2 separate regions of the Danio rerio genome follow, and region 1 is linked to region 2. Evidence: chromatin contacts called from public Hi-C data. All regions are on one chromosome and are shown on one strand. Each heading gives the region's core, a stretch centred on a gene start, on an enhancer-like site or on the middle of the called end of the contact. The rest is flanking DNA. Distances are from core to core; before and after follow the strand shown.

Evidence for each region. A called contact is a pair of places that touch in the nucleus more often than the background predicts.
Region 1: a Hi-C map of an unstated tissue shows a contact between it and region 2, with 4 times the contacts expected there. The contact joins the promoter of asb5a here to the enhancer-like site in region 2. A contact is called at or near these places in 2 of 18 Hi-C or Micro-C datasets (caudal fin and an unstated tissue).

The regions. Positions count from the first base shown.
Region 1 is chr14:41,033,015-41,038,750 of GRCz12tu, forward strand. It overlaps asb5a (ankyrin repeat and SOCS box containing 5a), which reads right to left and starts at 3,496. Exons shown (of 6, transcript NM_001017746.2): 1 at 3,287-3,496. The coding sequence starts at 3,485.
Region 2 is chr14:40,920,959-40,926,538 of GRCz12tu, forward strand. It overlaps egf (epidermal growth factor), which reads right to left. Exons shown (of 24, transcript NM_001365528.1): 8 at 3,079-3,201; 9 at 2,863-2,988; 10 at 1-126. Among named protein-coding and RNA genes, the nearest start is that of egf, 20 kb to the right of the region's middle. Within about 2 kb of position 4,188, at least 3 of the 62 cell types and tissues checked have an H3K27ac peak or open chromatin away from gene starts, as enhancers often do.

The DNA.
Region 1 (5,736 bases), core at 2,246-4,745, 110 kb after region 2:
TAATAAAGCGTATCTAATAATAAAGTGGCTGGTGAGTGTTTATATATAACAACTAAGGATTTATATATATATATATATATATATATATATATATATATATATATATATATATATATATATATATATATGTATATGTATATGTATATGTATATACACACACACACACACACACACACACACAGTTGAAGTCAGAATTATTAGCCCTCCTTTGTATTTTCTTTTTCTTTTTCTAATATTTCCCAAATGATGTTTCCCAAATGAAATTTTCCACAGTGTGTCTGAAAATATTTTTTCTTCTAGAGAAAGTCTTATTTATTTTATTTTGGCTAGAATAAAAGCAGTTTCTATTTTTTTTTTACTATTTTAAGGTCAAAATTATTAGCCCTTTTAAGCTATTTGTTTTTTCGATAGTCTACAGAACAAACCATCGTTATACAAAAACTTGCTTATAATTTAACCTAGTTAAGCCTTTAAATGGCACTTTAAGCTATATAAAAGTGCCTTGAAAATAAAACTTTACGTACTGTCATCATGGCAAAGATAAAAGAAATCAGTTATTAGAAATGAGGTATTAAAATGGTTATGTTTAGAAATGGTTGAAAAAATCTTCTCTTCATTAAACAGAAATTGGGGAAAAAATAAAAATGGGGCTAATTATTCAGGGGGGCTAATAATTCTGACTTTATTTGTATATTGTTATTTATTTTGAAGATGTATGGTATTTTGTATTCGGGATGCACACAATACACCACCATCACAAAAAGCTGATATTTGCACACACCTGAGTCAATATCCAGTATGACAGCTGATGCGTTCCACACATCATCATCATCATCGTGACCTCCCTTCATCACAAACTACAGTAAAACCTTCAAAACACAACCAGAACAAACTTCCCTGAAGAACCACTTCACAAACCTCCATCTTTCAATGTCCCTTCTTAGTTTTTATCCTCACAATCAAAAACAATCAATCTAAGAATCCACTTTTTTCTTCTTTTTTCCACACTCAAGATATTGCAAGTCAATCCACGTACGCACGAATCATATCAAAGCACCAACCTTGGCTGGTTAACCAGCTCAGCAAGACTTCCAATTTGACAAAGCTTGTGTCCCTTCAGGAAAATGTTTCCTCCTTATATCATTCTCTTCAAAAAAAAAAAAAAAATAGCCTTAAAAGAAGAGTCACTGAAGCTGTCTGGGTTTTTTTTATATCTGCACTGCCCTACTTAAGTTGCTTAGTAAATGCCAGACTATGGCAATCCCCTGTGACTGTTCCTCTCGCCCTGATCTTAAACTCGGAGAAGCTGTTTTCTGAGATGCTCCGCGAGACAACTTGTTTACACCAAAGCCTTCTCTGCTGTTTATAAGGCCCGGCTGCACCGTTCAGGATCCTGTAGACGAGCGTCTGCCTTCACAAATGCTTGATAGACTGACGGTGACTGTGATTTTTGTTGTTGTTGTTGTTGTATAGTTAAAAAGGGGGAGGGGGTGCATGGCCTCAATTCTATTTATACAACACTGTAAACAGCAGCCTGGCAGCCATTCCTGGATTTGCGTCGCATGCATGCATATTTAGAGTGTGTGTGTGCTTGATGTTGTATGTGTGGTAATATGATTGTAGGATGCCTGCTGTGACGCAAAACACACAAAAGTGAATCTTAAAGAGCACGCTTTAGGAATGCATATGAAGAGCTGTCCTGAAAGTGTGTTTAAAATAGTATGAAGCAGAATTGGAATCACTGTTGTGGTTCTTGTCACATGCAGTGACAGGTATTATGGTTACGCTGCAGGAAAACCATTGTGCAGTAATAGCATTCCCCATGCTCCATATACAGTATACAGCTATGGGGGAAATGAAGAGGCCACTTGAATATTTCTGTTTCTCTGGATTTATTGGATTTTTTATGTTGGTTTGAGGAAAATGTTAATATTTTTTGTTGTATGAAGGTGTGATAATGTTTCTTTCAAATTTTATATAAAAATATTGCCATTTCGAGCCTTTATTTTCAGAAACAAAGTCATTTGTCAATTTATTGGATATATTATGGCATGGGAACATTTTTTTCCATGGAAAATGTTACTATTTATTTTGTTGTATGAAGATGTGGTAATGCTTCCTCCAAATTTCAGATATAAATATTGTCTTTTTTGGCAAATGTCAGTTAGTCAGAATAACAAATACTTTAATTTGTTGTGATTGTAAATCAGAGTTATTCTACCAAATAAATACAATATATAATACAATAAATCCTTACCATTTTGAGGCCCACCGCAATTGATTGACAGCCACGTATCGACATGTCTCTGTAGTAACACGTATAATCATATCAGTAAGACAGTATGTGCACAAAGCAACTGGGATTAAAAAAGATCTGTTCAGCTGTTCAGCTAAGTTTAAAAACATTTTTAAAATAGTGCATGTCTGTAATGAATTATAGCAATTTTAGCATGTTTTCTTTATCACCACAGCCGCATGTCAGAACAATTTTAAAAGAAAATGCTTCAAATCCAGTTTGTGGACGATAAATAAGGTTAATTTTGTATATTAACATAAATATCCATACAGCAGTGGATATTAATGTGTATTCTGTCACATTTGCCATGCAAAAGTTATGCACGCACTGTGTGTGTGTGTGTGTATGTGTGTGTGTGTGTTTGCACAAACTTTGTAATGAAATTGTGTGTGACTCATCGTTGCAGAAAGGCTTGAATTAACTCCACAACAAATACATCAAATAATCATTGGGAAAGTTCTTACTGTGGTATTTCTCACAAACAATAAGTGAGATCTGCTTTCTTCATGTCTGTCACTGTGCTGTTTATCTGATGCAGCTGATCTGATTGGTACACTCTGACAGGCGCGTGGGAATGGTGGGAAGGGAGAATTAAAGGCACAGGCAACAAAAACAATGTATTCAGAGTAAAACATTCCAATATTCTGAGAGGTATAACAAATAATCTGACGGGGGTTTTGTTTTTTGGAGACACAAAAGACTTATCTTAAATCTTGGAAAAAGGGTAAAATAGGTGCCCTTTAAATCTATTTTTGTTTTACTTTACTAAATAAACACTATCAGACCTTTGTAGAACAAGCATTAACATTTTATTAAAACTCACACCTAACCAAGCCAGTAAATCCAGATAATTGTCAAGCGGTCTCCCAATTCTTTTGATAGCTGTATATCCATGCAAACAGGCCCAAACATTGGCAACTGAACATTAAATCCACACTCCTGCTGTGCGAGTGTTGGGCAGTGATGTAAGTGCACACATGCTCTACTTACCGTGCCCTTGACCATTGTCATAGAACTCAGCTGAAATCCGGGCAGCCTCCTTGCGGTTGCCTTTGATGATGTAGAAATGTGTGAGGAGATTAAGTGTAATTCTAACGAAAAGTTTGAAGCAGAAGAGCGACAGGATGGTGAGGTAAACATTGGACAGCTGTGCTGCGAATGGCCTGTACTCCTCTGTGGACTCTGTCATGGCTGTGTTTTGTGGCAGGATTAGCAGTGAGCGCTGGTGTATCTTATGTCACCCACAACAGCACCCCCAATGCACTTGGGTCCTTACTGCAGCTCAGGATTTGGATATCAAAAGGAGATATTTGGGGAATAAGAAAGTCTGTGTGAATTCAGAGATATCACGTAAATGCTGTGATTTTGTTGGTTGTGTAGTATAAAGAATATTAAATAAGTTTATATACAAAATTTCTAATGCAAAAAATAACATGTCCAATGTTTAATATTTGGGTTGAAAGTAAAACAACAATGTAATACAGCTCTATACATTCAGTTGTATCATATACATTTTCTTCTGAACATAAAAGGTCTATAAAAGGTAAGCTCCTAAGAACACTTAACTGAAATTTTTACTTTGAATTTGGGACACAAATATAAATAGGATTATGATGTCATATGTGCTTCTAGTACAAGAAGGTGCAATACATTTAAAAAGTACAACTTATTTACTTGGCGACATAGTGGCACAGTATAGTGCTGTCGCCTCACAGCAAGAAGGTCGCTGGTTCGAGCCTCGGTGTGGTCAGTTGGCGTTTCTGTGTGGAGTTTGCATGTTCTCCTTGCATTCGTGTGGATTTCCTCCATGTGCTCTGGTTTCCCCCACAGTCCAAAGACACGCAGTACAGGTGAATAGGGTAAGCTAAATTTTCCGTAATGAGTGTGTATGAATGTTTCCCAGAGACAAATTGCAGCTGGAAGTGCATATTCTGCCTAAAACATTTGCTGGATAAGTTGGTGGTTCATTCTGCTGTGGCAACCCAGATTAATATAGGGACTAAGCCGAAAAGAAAATGAATGAATTGTTAATAATTAAGTGAGATGCATATTCTTGTACTAAGTTTGTACAAATTTACAATGAAAAAAGCTTTTATATTTTACAGTAAGACAATCAGTTTCAGTACATCAGATGATAAATTACATACTGTGCATTCAGGGTGAAGTTCATTTCTAACATGAAAATTGTATTGCCAAAACATCTACAAGAACAGAGAGATGAAACATCGTATGACAAGTTTCATTTATTTATTTTTTTTTTTACATTTATTGTATAACAGAAAGATACATTTGGTACACATCATTTACAATAATAATCATTACATTATTTACAATGGTGTCAATAAAGAATGAAAAAGATGAAAAAAATAAGAGGAAAAAATAACAGAAATCAAACAAAAAACAAAGAAATGTCAGTAGGTTAACTGATCAGAGGATAGACACAAAATAGATGAAGAAACTGAAAGAGAAGAGGGCAAAATAAGACTTTTTAGAGATTTATTAGATTTCCTATACATATTCAGGCCCATAGCCAGCCTGTTAAAAGGGGTGGTTCTTTTTTCTCAAAAAGTGGACGTTTTTGTATTTATTTGCCTCAATTTATGAGGTTAAAATACTGCATTTCAGTTACATTTTAGGCCCTAATTTGTGCTGGAGTATTTTGTTGAATGGTTATCATTACCGCTTTTGACTTCCTACATTTTTGTCAAAGTGTTTATCATACCATCTTTTTGTTTACAAAATTGCATGTTTCTTTACAAATGTGCATTTAAACTATAAGTCATTACAGTTTCAAATATAATATAATAAGATTAGAATTTTAGAAATCTAAAAAAAAAGAAAAAATACTTATTTTTTAAATGCTAATTTATTATAATCCATCATAAAAAAAACTAACAAAAACAATAAAAAATAAGCAAATCTAATAAAAAAATTAAAAAATTTGCAAAAAAATACAAAAAATAAAAATTAGCAATCTGTTAATACTTGAATACTTCAATCTGTTAAAACTTGTTTTAAATTAAAAACTGTAGCCTATAAAAACTGGCCAGCTTATTTCCTCAATCAGAATTTGTCAATTTAAAAAATAAATGTCTGCTTTTATTGGTTATTTTGTTGGTTATTCTTCTTAAAGCCTTCTTCCATTGGTTATTTTCACAATTTATGAAGGCATGCTGTCAAAGATGGGACAAATGAGCTCATATAGAGGCCACGTTAAAATGGTGATAATCATTTTAAAAATGAGTATCCTTACTTATAAGGAAACACTTTTGCTATATGGACCATATACTTTCCCTATTTAAATGATCAAAAATACTGTTACAATGTGAGAGCAGGAGGGGTAAAGAGTATTTTCAAGGAACAGCTGCTCTTAATTTATAGTTTTTATTTTTCTTTATAACAAACACATTTCACCAAATATAGGTATTAACTGATTCTGG
Region 2 (5,580 bases), core at 2,938-5,437:
CTGGATCATAGTCCACTGCTGTAATATTGCCTCCTGGTTTTTCCAGCAGTTTTATGCTCAGTTTGCCATCCGTGTTAATCTTCCTTAAATCCACTATATTGGCAAACAACAGGTCCGCTGGAGGTCCTGCTCAAAATAAAGAGATTCCAGACGTTCTAGGTCAATGCAAGCAAATGCACTTAAATACTGATTAACTACATGCTTAACCCAATAACTCGAGCTGCCCAAATGTGGGAGACAAACTGGCACCCTGGCAGAAGAGTCGTCACAACAAAAACAAAGACGCACCGGCTGGAAATCAGAATTGGCTGTTTTTGGTTTTAAATTGGTTGATCTGTTTCTCGATTAGCACACTTACAGAACACTGCAATATTTTTATACTACAAAAAGATGCCAGAGATGCCTCACATATATGATATAGGACTTTTTATGCAAATTTTATGTATCACTTTATTTTGATGGTCACTTAAATGCACTTTGCATCTACATGCCAACTAACTCGCATTATGTTATAAGAAGAATCTTGTGGTTAGGGTTAGTAAGTTGACATGTACTAGCAAAGTTTCACAATAATCAATATATCGACTTATCGCACAACACATGTACATGTCCTAATAATTTTTGGTGATGTAATGTATATCGCCCATACATAAAAAAAAAAAACAGATCTTACCACATTTTAGCTGATGGCGCAGCCTCTTTATCTCTATTTGAGGTGTCAGTGTCAGTATGGTAAAAAAAAACAAAAAAAAACACTATACTATTTACTAAAAATTGCAATAGTATATTTTCATGTGGGTGCCTCATGAGTTAAATTAGATTGTGTTACTTTTTTAGTTCTTTTTACCTTGGACATTTATGTTAACATTATTTGTTTAGGGTATCCGTTCTCACATTCTGAATCCAATGCTAAAGACAATGATTTTGTTTATCGCAATAAATATTGTTGCTATATATATATATCGTACCACCAAAAATAAATATCATGACAGGCCTAGTCAACAAAATGCGCAGTAAGGATCATGAATATAAAGTCTTTCCAAATTTTTCAGAAGATGCCAAGATTGCCACTTTCATATATTTTTTCAACTATTAGAATTACAAGTATATGTTCATATATATTAGTAATAATGTTATATATGTTCACATACAACCAAATATAAACATATTCTAGCAAAAATATTTTAAATTTCAATAGTCATTTTTGTAATATTGTGATATATATGTTGTAAATATGACATTTTATACATGTAAAAAATCAAAATATGCACTCATATGTCATATATGTATATATATATGACATATGAGTGCATATTTTGATTTTTTGAATTTACATATATTTCTATGAATCAGATTTCTACAAGACGTTGAAGACTGAAAGTGGCAGCAGATTTGAAAGATGTAACCAATATTAGCCATTGCTTATTTCATATTTCAGCACTTCTGTGTTTGGGCAGTTTTATTGAATTAATTATTTAAAATGTCTAAACTTACTTTACATGGTCTCTATTTGATTTAATTGTTCATTTGCTAATTTTATCTTCTTTATTCTTTATCTTTATCTTTTATGTCGTGTGGATTATTTAGTTGAATTGAAGCATCAATAATTATCAGCTATGATGGTCAGAACAGCTCAAACTGTTCCCAATGCATAAAATACTGGAGGAAATCCTAAACTTTTTTGAGGTTTTAAAAAGGTCTCTATAAAAATCTCTTCAGAAAGTATTTATTGTATTCTTTTGGGATTCTCCATTTAACGCATGTTAAAAACCAGCACAGCTCAATATGATTGACAAGCATTAACCAAGGAAACACCAATATTCCTGCTGTTTTGTTTGTAGCGAATAAATCAGCATTATTATTTAGCCTGTCTACTGTTTTTGTTTTGGTGGGAGCAAATTTGCATTATTATCAAGCATGTCTACTCTTTTTGCTCTGTGCAGGCATGTTTTACAGCATTTGGCATAATAGTGCAGCATGATGTTAAAAAAAATCTAGAATTTAGTTTTTCTGCAATATATTTATTATGATACAATTTCACTAGATGTCTTTAATAGTTCTGTTTGGAGTTAATTCAACAGATTGATTATGCATGACATATAAATAAACAAATTAAAAGTAGCATGTAAGCAAGCAAAAAAGTAAGTCATGGTTAGGATGAAAAGCATAGATAAATACAATAGGGCAAAAATGAAAGTGAAAAACAGAGCTTTTCTGGGGAGTCTAACAGTATTCAAATACAACATTAATAATTAAATGGAAAATAATCATATAAGGTTTTTATTGTATAAATAATTCAGTAAAATAACTCTTCATTTAAAGGTATAAACTGTACAATTTCTTATACTTGAATTCTTTAGACTTTCTTGTGCCTGAATGTTTACAGTCACAGGCCTTAAAACACAGAGAGATAATACACTTTCACTCTTTTGTGGTTAAACTCCACAAATCTCATGTGTTCTGAACTGTGGTTCTTGCTCAACTATAATTCCAACATATTAAATCAACATTGCACATGCTTGCAATGTGACTATTGCAGATGTTTACATTGCGATATCAATGCTGAAACGATATATTGTGCAGCCCTATGGCATAATTTCACAAAGGTAAAGTTAGATCATCAAGACTTTGCATTACTATGAAAGTGTACTATCTAGTTTAAGCTTAAAACTAATGTATGTACTCACTGCTGAAAGTTCAGCCAAACATAAAGTTTTGTTTTGTTTTGTTCATATACTCATTTTAAGCTATATAAAACATTTAAAACAGTATTCAACAATTTGCTTGTAAAAAATCTGCAATCGGACACGGTCATAAAAAAATCAAGATCTCTGATAGTAAGTTTGTAAGACTAGGACTCACCAGTGGCAGCGCAGTGTTTTCCATCAGGCTGTATTTGGTATCCAGGATGGCATTCACAAACCCACCGGCCTGGATATAAAGTCACACACATCTGACTGCAGCCGCCACGATCTGCAGACAAACAGCCTGAAACACACAGATGATGTTAAGGAAACTGTCATGTCACAGTACAGTATGTGGATTGCAGCATATTTTATAAAGAAGAAAAAAACACACCTGTACAAGATTGGCCATCAGGATTGAGTAGAGATCCTTCAGGACACACACACATATTTCCTTGTGCTGTGTGAACACATGCATGATCACAATCCACAGCTTTCCCCACACAAGGCTTGTTCTCTGTAGACACATGCAGATAAAAGTTAAGACAGGCCATTTGTTCTGACACAAACAAACTCACCAAAATGTATTATGTTGTAGTTTATTTCCTTTTTTTGATACCCCCTAAAGCATTTTTGCTGTATTTTATAATTTAAAAGTTTAAACAAAACAATATTTACTAAAAGTTATATTGAATCCAAAAATAGAAATTATGTTATTATTTACTATTATTAAATTATTTACATTATTTACTATTATTTTCATTCTTCTGTTAAACCCAAAATAAGTTAATTAGAAAAATGTTGAAAACCTGTAACCACTGACTTACATTTATTTAAATTAAATTAAACTAAACTAAACTAAACTAAACTAAATTAAATTAAATTAAATTAAATTAAATAATAAAATATAATAAATTAAATAGATTAAATAATAAATTGAAATAAAATTAATTAAAATACATTAAATAATAAATTAAAATAAAATAAATAATAATATAAAATAAAATAAATTTAGATAATAAAATAAAATAAATAAAAAATAAAATTAATTAAAATACATGAAAAAAATATTATTTACTTTAATTTAATTTAATTACAATAAAGTATATAGAATTTATACTCCATAACTATTATGTTGTGAAAATGTCAAAAATTAATACAACAATGAGGAAATTAAAGATGGTTAAGAGAGGATTTACTTAACATTTAATATTTAGTATTTCATGCTTTATTAAATTTCATCAGTTGTAGTATGAATCAATTTGGGCTTGACTGTATTTATTTTCTTGCAATATAAAATATTGTATGCTTGTGAATTAGTAGCACTGTATGAAAGTCTTTAACAGTATCTCAATGACAATTTAACAACATGTCTGTTTTTGCTGACGACGTTCAGGGTCAGTATCCTCCTTAAACCAAGCATTAACAGGATGGTATGGTCATTTCAGGAGATTGTGAAATGCTGGCTGAACAGCCTGATGCCGGATGACCAGATAACGCAAACAGGTCTAAAGACTCAAGCCAACGGCCTCAATCTTTCATTTCCAAACGCCCTGTCCTCACATGATCAATAGTCACCTCAGTTTTTCCATGAACACCTCTTTGTCGTGGCCATGTGCCTGTTAGACAGTCCTTATTCTGACACCCAATAATCCCAAATCCAATCATCCTATATTTACAAAACACTAGCACTGAAATCAATTAAGACTGTCTACAACAGGTTTACTCAGATTGATAACAACAATGATAGTGCTTTGATTCGCATCAAATTAGTTACACTACATAAAGAAGATATGAATATAGACCTAAATCCAGACACCTCCAAAAAAATACGTGTTTTTATGCTGAAATGTGAACCCTTCCATCACCAGTGCTGATGATTGAGTTTGAGGTAGCCATATGGTGGGACTCAACCTTCTTAACGGGACACTCTCTACAATCCCGTTATGATGTCAGGACCATAATCCCACCCGCAGAGGTGAAAGTGCACAAGGGGTCCTGGAGTGAAGCATTAGTTAGGATTACATCACATTTCGCTCTCGAAACCATCTTAAAAGAATTATTTTTGTTGTGTACATTTACATTGTACATTTAGATTTTTGTGCATTATTTGCATTATTATTAGAAATATAAGAAATAAATGTAATGAAACTTAGAGAATTAGACCTTCTTCAACATTCCCATGTTACCTATGAAAAGGCTGTACACTGATTTTATGGGAAGGACTAATGGAGTATGTTTTTGCCAGGAACATCAAATGTGTCTGACATTTACACATGATCTTAAAAACCTCTCTTCAATTATATAAGACACAAGAAACAAATTAGTTTAGCATAATGCAGAAACACCATTGTGTACTGTATGTGAAAGTAGGGTTGTCACATTACCAAAATTTCAGTGGTCTGTACAGTCAAAGTGTCATACAAAAGTGTTCAGTTATTGAACTATATCCTCATATAGCCAGATCTGTTCTGAGTCTTAAATAAAATATTTTAGAATAAAACTCCTATAAGTGTAATTTTAATAACCTCATCTGTTGAAATGATGCTGGTAAATTACAGAGCTTGTGCAAATATGTCCAAATCACTGTGATTAGATGCTTTCTTAACTGCCGTTTTTTCATTGCTGTCATTTAATTATGTTATTGAGAGGAAAGAATGCAGTACATACAGTTGAAGTCAGAATTATTAGCCCCCTTTGATTTTTTTTAATTGTTTAAATATTTCCCAAATTATGTTTAACAGGGCAAAGACATTTTTTACAGTATGTCTGATAATATTTTTTCTTCTGGAGAAGGTCTTGTTTTATTTCGGCTAGAACAAAAGCAGTTATTATTTTTTAACACTATTTTAAAGACAAAATTATTAGCCCCTTTAAGCTATTTTTTTTTGATAGT